3 separate regions of the Mus musculus genome follow, and regions 2 and 3 are each linked to region 1. Evidence: chromatin contacts called from public HiChIP or PLAC-seq data. All regions are on one chromosome and are shown on one strand. Each heading gives the region's core, a stretch centred on a gene start, on an enhancer-like site or on the middle of the called end of the contact. The rest is flanking DNA. Distances are from core to core; before and after follow the strand shown.

Evidence for each region. HiChIP or PLAC-seq counts read pairs in DNA pulled down with a chosen protein or histone mark.
Region 2: a contact with region 1 is called in a Foxp3 HiChIP or PLAC-seq map of regulatory T cells, with 13 times the contacts expected there. The contact joins two enhancer-like sites. A contact is called at or near these places in 2 of 115 datasets of contacts at active chromatin or transcription factors (effector CD8 T cells and regulatory T cells).
Region 3: an H3K4me3 HiChIP or PLAC-seq map of pro-B cells shows a contact between it and region 1, with 4 times the contacts expected there. The contact joins the promoter of BC005537 here to the enhancer-like site in region 1. A contact is called at or near these places in 10 of 39 promoter capture datasets (the 3T3-L1 cell line, 3T3-L1-derived adipocytes, cranial neural crest and 6 more), 5 of 484 Hi-C or Micro-C datasets (adipose-derived mesenchymal stem cells, cortical neurons, regulatory T cells and 1 more), 23 of 115 datasets of contacts at active chromatin or transcription factors (the 230-238 cell line, CD8 T cells, the SCID.adh cell line and 19 more) and 1 of 9 other capture datasets (liver).

The regions. Positions count from the first base shown.
Region 1 is chr13:24,480,821-24,483,422 of GRCm38.p6, reverse strand. No RefSeq gene overlaps it. Among named protein-coding and RNA genes, the nearest start is that of Gm22013, 4.6 kb to the left of the region's middle. Within about 2 kb of position 1,297, at least 15 of the 459 cell types and tissues checked have an H3K27ac peak or open chromatin away from gene starts, as enhancers often do. A contact at or near this core is called in CD8 T cells, pro-B cells and regulatory T cells, where this site is marked.
Region 2 is chr13:24,962,039-24,964,640 of GRCm38.p6, reverse strand. It overlaps Gpld1 (glycosylphosphatidylinositol specific phospholipase D1), which reads right to left. Exons shown (of 26, transcript NM_008156.2): 9 at 2,214-2,321; 10 at 1,987-2,014; 11 at 1,764-1,903. Among named protein-coding and RNA genes, the nearest start is that of Gm34019, 5.0 kb to the left of the region's middle. Within about 2 kb of position 1,295, at least 5 of the 459 cell types and tissues checked have an H3K27ac peak or open chromatin away from gene starts, as enhancers often do. A contact at or near this core is called in regulatory T cells, where this site is marked.
Region 3 is chr13:24,800,360-24,802,961 of GRCm38.p6, reverse strand. It overlaps BC005537 (cDNA sequence BC005537), which reads right to left and starts at 1,305. Exons shown (of 5, transcript NM_024473.3): 1 at 1-1,305.

The DNA.
Region 1 (2,602 bases), core at 48-2,547:
AAGAGAAGAGAAGAGAAGAGAAGAGAAGAGAAGAGAAGAGAAGAGAAGAGAAAAGAGGAAGATAAAAAGAAAAAAAAAAACCAAAAGAGTTTTCAGCATTAGAGGAGTGTCTTGGTTTCCTCTATTTCATCTTTTTTAAAAAAAATCTTATTTACTTTATTTTATGTGTGTTGGTGTTTTGCCTGAGTGTATGTCTATGTAGGAATGTCAGATCTTGGAGTTACAGACGCTGTGAGCTGCCATGTGGATGTTGGGATTTGAACCCAAGTCCCCTGGAAGGATAGTCAGTTCCCCTAACCACTGAGCCATCTCTGGAACCCCGTGTCTTAGGGTCTCTAGTCCTATTATAAGACACCATGAAGAGCAACTAGAGAAGGAACGGAAATAAATGGAAATCAGTACAGGATCTGAAGGCAGGGACCTGGAAGCAGGAACTGAAGCAGAGGCCATGGAGGAACAGTGCTCATTGGCTTGCCCACCATGGCTTGCTCAGCCTGCTTTCTTACACACCCAGACGCCCCCCCCCCACTAGGCTGCATCCTCTCAAACCAATATTTAATGGAGAAAATGTTCTTAGAGTTTCCTCTAGGCAATCTGATGGAGGCATTTTCTCATTTGAGGTTCATCTTCTCAGATAATGTCTAGGTTTGTGTCAAGTTGACAAAACCGGACTAAGCCAGGGACTCTAGTGTTTTTGTATTCACTGGACAGCACATCCATAAATAAAGGCCTTAGTCAGGCTTGTTTTGATGCCTAGTCTCCCAAAGATGTACAATTAGAAAAGGAGCAGGCAGGAGAAGGCAATGACCCAGAAGACAAGAAGAAACGTGGCTTTGTCTAATGAAGCAAAACTCAAACTGTTCTCTATGGCATTATGAAAACACTTCTTTCTTTGGATACAGCTATACAAAGTTTCTCAGAGTTTGCAGGGAAAATAGACACTTGCCAATCAGAGGTAAGTCTGTAATTCTTATAAGCTCAGAACTGTGGAATGGAGGGAGGAAGAGAGCTGAGAGTCTGAGAGCATCCCGGGTTACACACCAACATCTTGTTTTAGAAAAGAAATATACGATCTGATTATCCTCAATCTGAAAGGCAGAAGGAATGAAGATGTCGTATGCCCTCACAAGAGCTCTTCTTTTACAAGATGTAACCTGAATGCCTTAGGTGGTTCCCCATAAAAACGGGTGATTCCTGGAACGGAATGTGCTGGAAGGAAGCCTTCCTCCCCTTAGGTGCTCCTGAAGAGAATAGCTTCTCTGTAAGTCTCTCAACCAAATAGCTCAATAACCTCAAACAGCTCAACAGCCTCAAAGAGCTCAATTGGTGCTGTGCAGTGCTCTTCTGTCACCTACTGACAACTTTGGCTCATTGCAGTTTCCCAGGCCTTGGTGTGTTGTCCAGCTCAAATTAGAGTAGTTCAGCGTGTCCAAAGGAAAAAGTAAATATCTTTACATTCTGGACAGCTATCCTATTTTCTCAATTGTCTTCGGTCTTCTACTGCTAAAATAATAATACATGTTGCTGGAGAGATGGCTGAGTAGAGATGTGCCTGCCACAGAGCTTACCCTGCAGGGTATGTGTGGCCCCTCCTCCCAGTAAATAAATCCGGCTTGAGAGATGGTTCAGTGGTTAAGAGTCTCGTTGCTCTTGCAGTCACCCCAGGTTTGATACCCAGCGCCCATATCCAGTTGCTCACAACTGCCCGTAACTCTAGCTTTGTAGAATCTGCTGCCATTTTCTGGCCTCGGCAGGCACATGCGTGTGGTACACATACAAACAACCACACAAACACATAAACAAACAAACAAACAAACAAATAAATATACTATCTAAAAAGAAACACATTTATTAATTAAAAACAAAATAACATGTCAAACAGAGTCTTATATTTTTTGTAATTTAATGTCTTGTGATTGGTATAAGTACTGTATATTTTAAAGTATTTGTTAGGTTTTTTTTTTTCATAAAATATGATTACCCTTAAGGCATTTAGGAAATCATGGGTACATTCGTGTGTGCATGTGTGCACGTGTGTACGTGTGTGTGCACTCGAGAGAGTGTATTCACAGTGGTGGTGTTTTTGGGGGATGGCCTGGGGCTTATATAGACTGATGTAGTACTGTTGAACTATATCCCAACCTCTGAAGGTATTTTAAGAGAGAAATAGTCTGTGATGGTCAGGTCTGCTTGTCAACTTGGCACATCCTAGATCTACCTGGAAACAGAGTCTCAGAGAGGGACTGTGCAGAAGAGTGAGGTTGGCCTGTGGGCATATCTGTGGGGCAATCATTCTGATCCCATTAATTGAGGTGGGGAGATCTGCCTATTGTGGGTGTCACTGTTCCCAGGGTTTGGGGCGGGGAGCAGATAAATGTCAAGAGGGTGCTGAGCAAAAGCAGGCATCCATTTGTTCCCGCTCTACTCTCACTGTGGACGTGACAGGCTGCTGCCAGTTCCTGGCTTCACTGTTCCAACACGGAGAACTGTAGCTTGTGACTGTAGACAAACAAGCCTCCTGCTCTGAAGTCGCCTTTGTCAGGATATTTTATCGTAGCAAGAATGTGATCAGAACTTAGTCTATATTGCAAATAGCAGAGGG
Region 2 (2,602 bases), core at 46-2,545, 480 kb before region 1:
CACTGACTCCTCACAGCTTCATCAAGATGGGCTGGTGAGCATCCCCATTTAACAGGAAATCAGAGCTTAGGAGGTTTAACAACCTGTGACATAAAACTCTGTGGTAAGAAAGAGATGTCTCCAATTCCAAACCCCACCCTCTTTACATCTAGGCTGCATGAACCTAAACACTCTCATCCAGGCCAGGGAGATGAGTCAGTCAGTGGAAGCAAACATGAGGACCTGTGTTTGATTCCCAGAACCCATGGCCTGGCATGGGGGCTTGCAGAGTCAAGCAGACCTCAGGAGCTCCAAGGCCAGCCTGCCTAGCTGCCTGGCCTAATCACCAAGATCCAGATCAATAACAGACACTGTCTCAACAAAAAAAAAAAAAAAAAAAAAAAAAAAAAAAAAAGAGGAGAGCATTCTGGCTTCAGAATGTACACACACACACACACACACACAACCAAACTCCACTGCAAAGGCTTTGAGGTCACTTGAATCACTATTGAAATAAGACTTTGGAGCTGGGGAGATCACTCCGAGGGTGGAACACTTGCTGTCTAATTGTGGAGATAAGGGTTTGGGTCTCCAGAACTCACATAAATGAAAGGTGAGCCAACCTGAAGTGTCAGTGCTCAGAGGATGGAGATATGAGATCTCCGAATGAGCTAGCTAGTCGGATAATCTGCAATAAGTGAACTCAGAGTTCAGCAAGGGACCCTGTCACAAGGTGAGAGGAACTGAGGAAGACACCCACATCAACCTCAGATCTCCTCACGCATGCACGTGCACACACATGCAAAGACGTCTACACACATGGATGCACAGCACGGAACAGAACAGGTTAAATTCAATAGAATTTATATTAGATTGCTAATCCCTACCAAATTATCCCTTCCTGAGTCTTCCAAGCAAATCTGCATGGAGTAAGCAGGAGTCAATCTTAGCACTTAAGAGAATTTCATTTCAAATCAACAATGTGTAATTATGCTTAATAATGTGTGAATATTGCAAATGTTTTTAGGAACACATCACATATTATTCTTATCAACTTATCAACACCCACACTCCAAGTTCCTGACCTGGAACCGGCTCTGGGGAATAGCTCTTGCGCAGAGAGCCTGCGTCTCCACTGCTGGCTTCACACGCCCAGCCAAGCTTCAAGTGCCACCCCTTCCCTGAAGCAGGGGCTTCAAAGTTTCCTTTCCTTCTTACCCCCAGCATCCCAGCAGCTCAGCCAGGGGCAGGGGTTGGAGGGGGGTAGATGTGTACCCAATGCTGATGATGTACGGTTTCTCTGATCAACAGTGGCTTCCTAGGACTAGGGGTAGTTCTTTCTAAAGATCTAACTTCCTGTATGCTCTGTGTTTGGTCTCTGAGTAGCTCTGGTCCTGAAGATGACAAAATGAAGGTAATGCTCTTCCAGGAGAGGCTACGCTGCAACCCCACCTATGCCCTCCATCCGTCTCCTGCAGAGCCTGTGCTCTACAAACCATCCACCAGTGATTTGGTTAGGGAGCATGGGGAGGTGTGTGTGAGCTACTTCTCGGTGATTCCCAGTTCTGCAGTATCTGCTTCTCTGTCTCTGTTCCTAAACCTAGAACAGCATTTACCAAGTCAACCAGGTGTCCCCCAGTCAGGTGTTAGAGAGTTCATAGTTTCCATTGTTTTCTCCCCAAATGGCTTCAGACAACACTTCTGAGATTGTATTCCACTGATTTTTGTTTCATCAACTGAAGATGCTAAGCTTTGTGTGGGGAATCTAGCAAGGCAAAACCCACCTGGTCCCGTTCTCCAGCATAAAGCTGGTCAAACGGTAAATGTTCGTGGACCAGAATGCCATGTCATCCAGACCTCCGAGGAAATAGTCTTGGAACTGCTCCACCAGAAATGGGGACTTTGTAGAGTACGTGGAATAGAGCTGCAGCAGGAGACAGGGGAGTAAGGCATTGCACCGTGTACATACAATCCTTTAGCCAAGAGTCAGAAAAAGCACATCTTTACCTTGGAAACAGCAAACATCTCCCCGTGCCTGCAACACAAATAAGAATCTTCATGAGCTGCAGTGGCTATAGAAAAATGAAGCAAATAGTGAAGAGACAGCCCAGCCATGTGCGTCTTCTACCACTCAACTGCCTTGACAGAAGTGAAGTCCATAAGTTCGAAATGCAACCCCTGGAACTAAAATCCGAAAAGGGTGCTCAGAGAGGTCCCTTCTGGTCCACACTTACATTTCCAGGAACTGAAGGTAGGTGCAATCAACAAGGACGTCTTTGGTGATGACTTTCCGACCATAGAGATTATCATAAATTCTCAGAAGATCCCTGACGGGCACGTACCTGAGTCAAAATGAAAGGGAGACACGTGGGTTCTGACACTGATGACAACAGGAACAACTGCAGGAGCTGCACAAGCTCCCAGTGCCCCATGACTGATTCTGTGTGTCACGAATTCAACACTCTTCTCACCAGCACTGGTCATTTAACTTTGCCAGTGGCACTTAGGGATTGAAACCATTATATTCCCATTTTACATAAAAGGAAACTGAGCTTCACAGGGACAGTAAGTTTCCCAATGATGCAGAACAACAACAAAAAAAGAATAGGTGCCTTAGTCAAAT
Region 3 (2,602 bases), core at 56-2,555, 320 kb before region 1:
CCCATTCGCATAGTCCCTTTTCAGAAAAGGGATTAAGAAATTGAGAAAAGGGAGGGAAAATTGTGATGTTGCTTCCCAAATACAGGGAAAAAAAAAATACCCCCCCCAAAACAAAAAACCCAAAAACTGAAAACCACCAAAACAGGGTAGGTGAATGAAACTGAAATCCCCAGTTGGATTTTACCCAGCCAGATCCATGGCTGTAGTACCTGATTAATTCTTAGTTATTTCAGATTTCACTACTGCTATGAACTGTCAGTGCTTTGCTATTGATTACACTTGGTGGTGAGCAAAGAGAAAAGTGCAAAATCAGCAGAGAAAGAAGGGGAGAGGTACAGGGTTTCCCTGCAATCAACTACAGTGTATACCGGGGGTGGACAGCTGTTGCCCAAAGGAGTCATGAGAAAAAACAGCGGAGTCATTACCAACTTCCCCATCACCCACGTTTTCACCCTCAGGCGGCTGCGAACGCTGCTGCCAAGGAGAACCATGATGGCAGAGGGAAAGGGGGGTCTATTAAACGGTATTAATAGTTATTCCGGCTCTGTGATTAGCCCTGATTAATGCCCGGGATCCAAGCACCCTTAGCCCTGCGGTGGGTTCTACATTCCCCGGGGAGCCCTCCGTATAAATTTGACCCCGTTCAAGTTCGGGATGGTAGGGAGTTCGATTATCTTCGTGTGAGCATGGCTGAGGCTAAGGTGGCGGGTTCTCCCACGTCCCAGGCCGGGCCCGGGGATCACCTGCCTTCGACCCCCAGGTCCCACCCACAACCCCTGGCCTTCAGCGGCAGCGACTCACTCGCACCACGGGAGACACTGGATCACTCGGGTTCTCACTCATTTCAATGTGGAAACAATTCCCGCCCGGGTAGAGGAGGCGGGAAGAGAGTTAAGTAGGAAGGATCAGTTGGGAGGAGGGGAAAAGAAGAGAATAATCGTGTTAATAATAATTACTTCTTAAAAGGAAGCCCACCCTCCCACCCCAAAAAAAAGCAAGGAATGAAGTTCCCGGGTTCTAGATTCGCTTTTCCCGTTCAACAGCCCATGTTTCCCGAGTGGGGGCGGCTGGGTGGTTTCCCAAGGGGACAGAGAGGCCGGGATCTAGGCGGCAGGGCGGGGTCCCCGCGGAGAGGAGAGCGGGACTCGCAGGCCGACCGTCGGTGGGCCGTCTAGCCGCAGCCTGCGGGCGGAGCGGCGGCTGCGGAGGAGGAGGCGGCGGCGGCGGCGGGGGCGCTGCTCGTGGCGCGGGCGGGAGCCATGTCAAGAGAACACGACGGGCCGACGGAGCCCCTCCATGCCCGCTGCGCTGCGCTCTGTGGCCGGGCCACGCGCGCTGCTGCCGCCACTCAGCCCCCACCTGGGCCCCATAGTCGGGCTCGGCGCCCCGGGCGGCGACGGAGGGAAGGACGCGGCGCGGGGTTGGTAGGGGGAGGGGGGAGACGGCGAGGAAGAGGAAAGCGCGCGGGAGGGAAGAGGGAAGGAGGGGAGCCCTGCGCTACGGCCTGTCCGCGGAGTGAGCCCGGCAAAGTTGTCTCGGTTCGAGCGTCGGCTCCCGAGGCCTGCTTCGCCCAACAGTCCGGTTCAGGAAGATAGTCCAAGAGAGAGCCCCGACGGATGGGGGGAGAGAGCCGCAACGGAGGAGGAGGTCGAGCGTCCGCGGGGCCACAGCCTCGGTTCCCCCACCCCCCGCACCGGAGTGGCTTCAGAAGCAGCGGCTGCCGCTGGAACCTCCCGGGTCCGGGGCTGAGTCGCGTTTGAGGAAAAGAAACAAGAACAAACAACTTAAAATGGCAGCGACGGCTGCTGCGTCACCCGCCCCTCCGCGGCACCGCCCCGAGCGCTCTACGCCTGCGCGCGCCCCGGACGCTACCATCTGTGGCAAAAACTGAAGGGGGAGGCGGGAAAAGAAGCGTGAAGGTTTTCACAGTTATGGAGACAGAAAAACCGAAAAGCTAGTAATGTGTGACATATAAAAGTCGGTATAAATAGTGAGTAGCTTTGAAATTAGGCTTTCAGTAAGATACTTCTTTTCCTAGGGGTGTTTGAGAACACACATTTCCCCTATTTATCAATATGGAAAGTCCTAAGGCGTGGCAAGGGTCTCCCGCCACTCCCTCCGCCCCTCTGTCCCTCCGTCAGGCTGTCCAGGTCTCCCCCGCCCCGTCCTTTTACGTCATAAGAGCACGCCCCCTACGCCCTCCATGACGAAGCGGAGAGAGTAGCTCCACCCTGGGCTATGCTGGGGAGCGGTAGTTGGACTTAGGGGGTGGGGTAGGGTGGGGGTCCTGTTAAAGCAGCGGTTCTCAACCTGTGGGTCGCACCCCATACGGGAGAATCCAATGATCCTTTTATAGAGGTTGCCTAAGACCATCGGAAAACATTAACATTCATAACAGCAGCAACATTACAGTTAAGAAGTAGCAACAGAAATTTACGGTTGGGAGTCAGCACAATATGAGGAACAGTACTGAAGGATCTTAGCAATGGGGAGGTTGAGAATCACTGCTCCAGAGATGCTCAAAAGCCAAAGCCGGGGAAGTGGGCGGAAAAATGGGTGTTGGAAGGGCCAGAGTGAGGAAGAAACCCGGAAGACTGAAGGG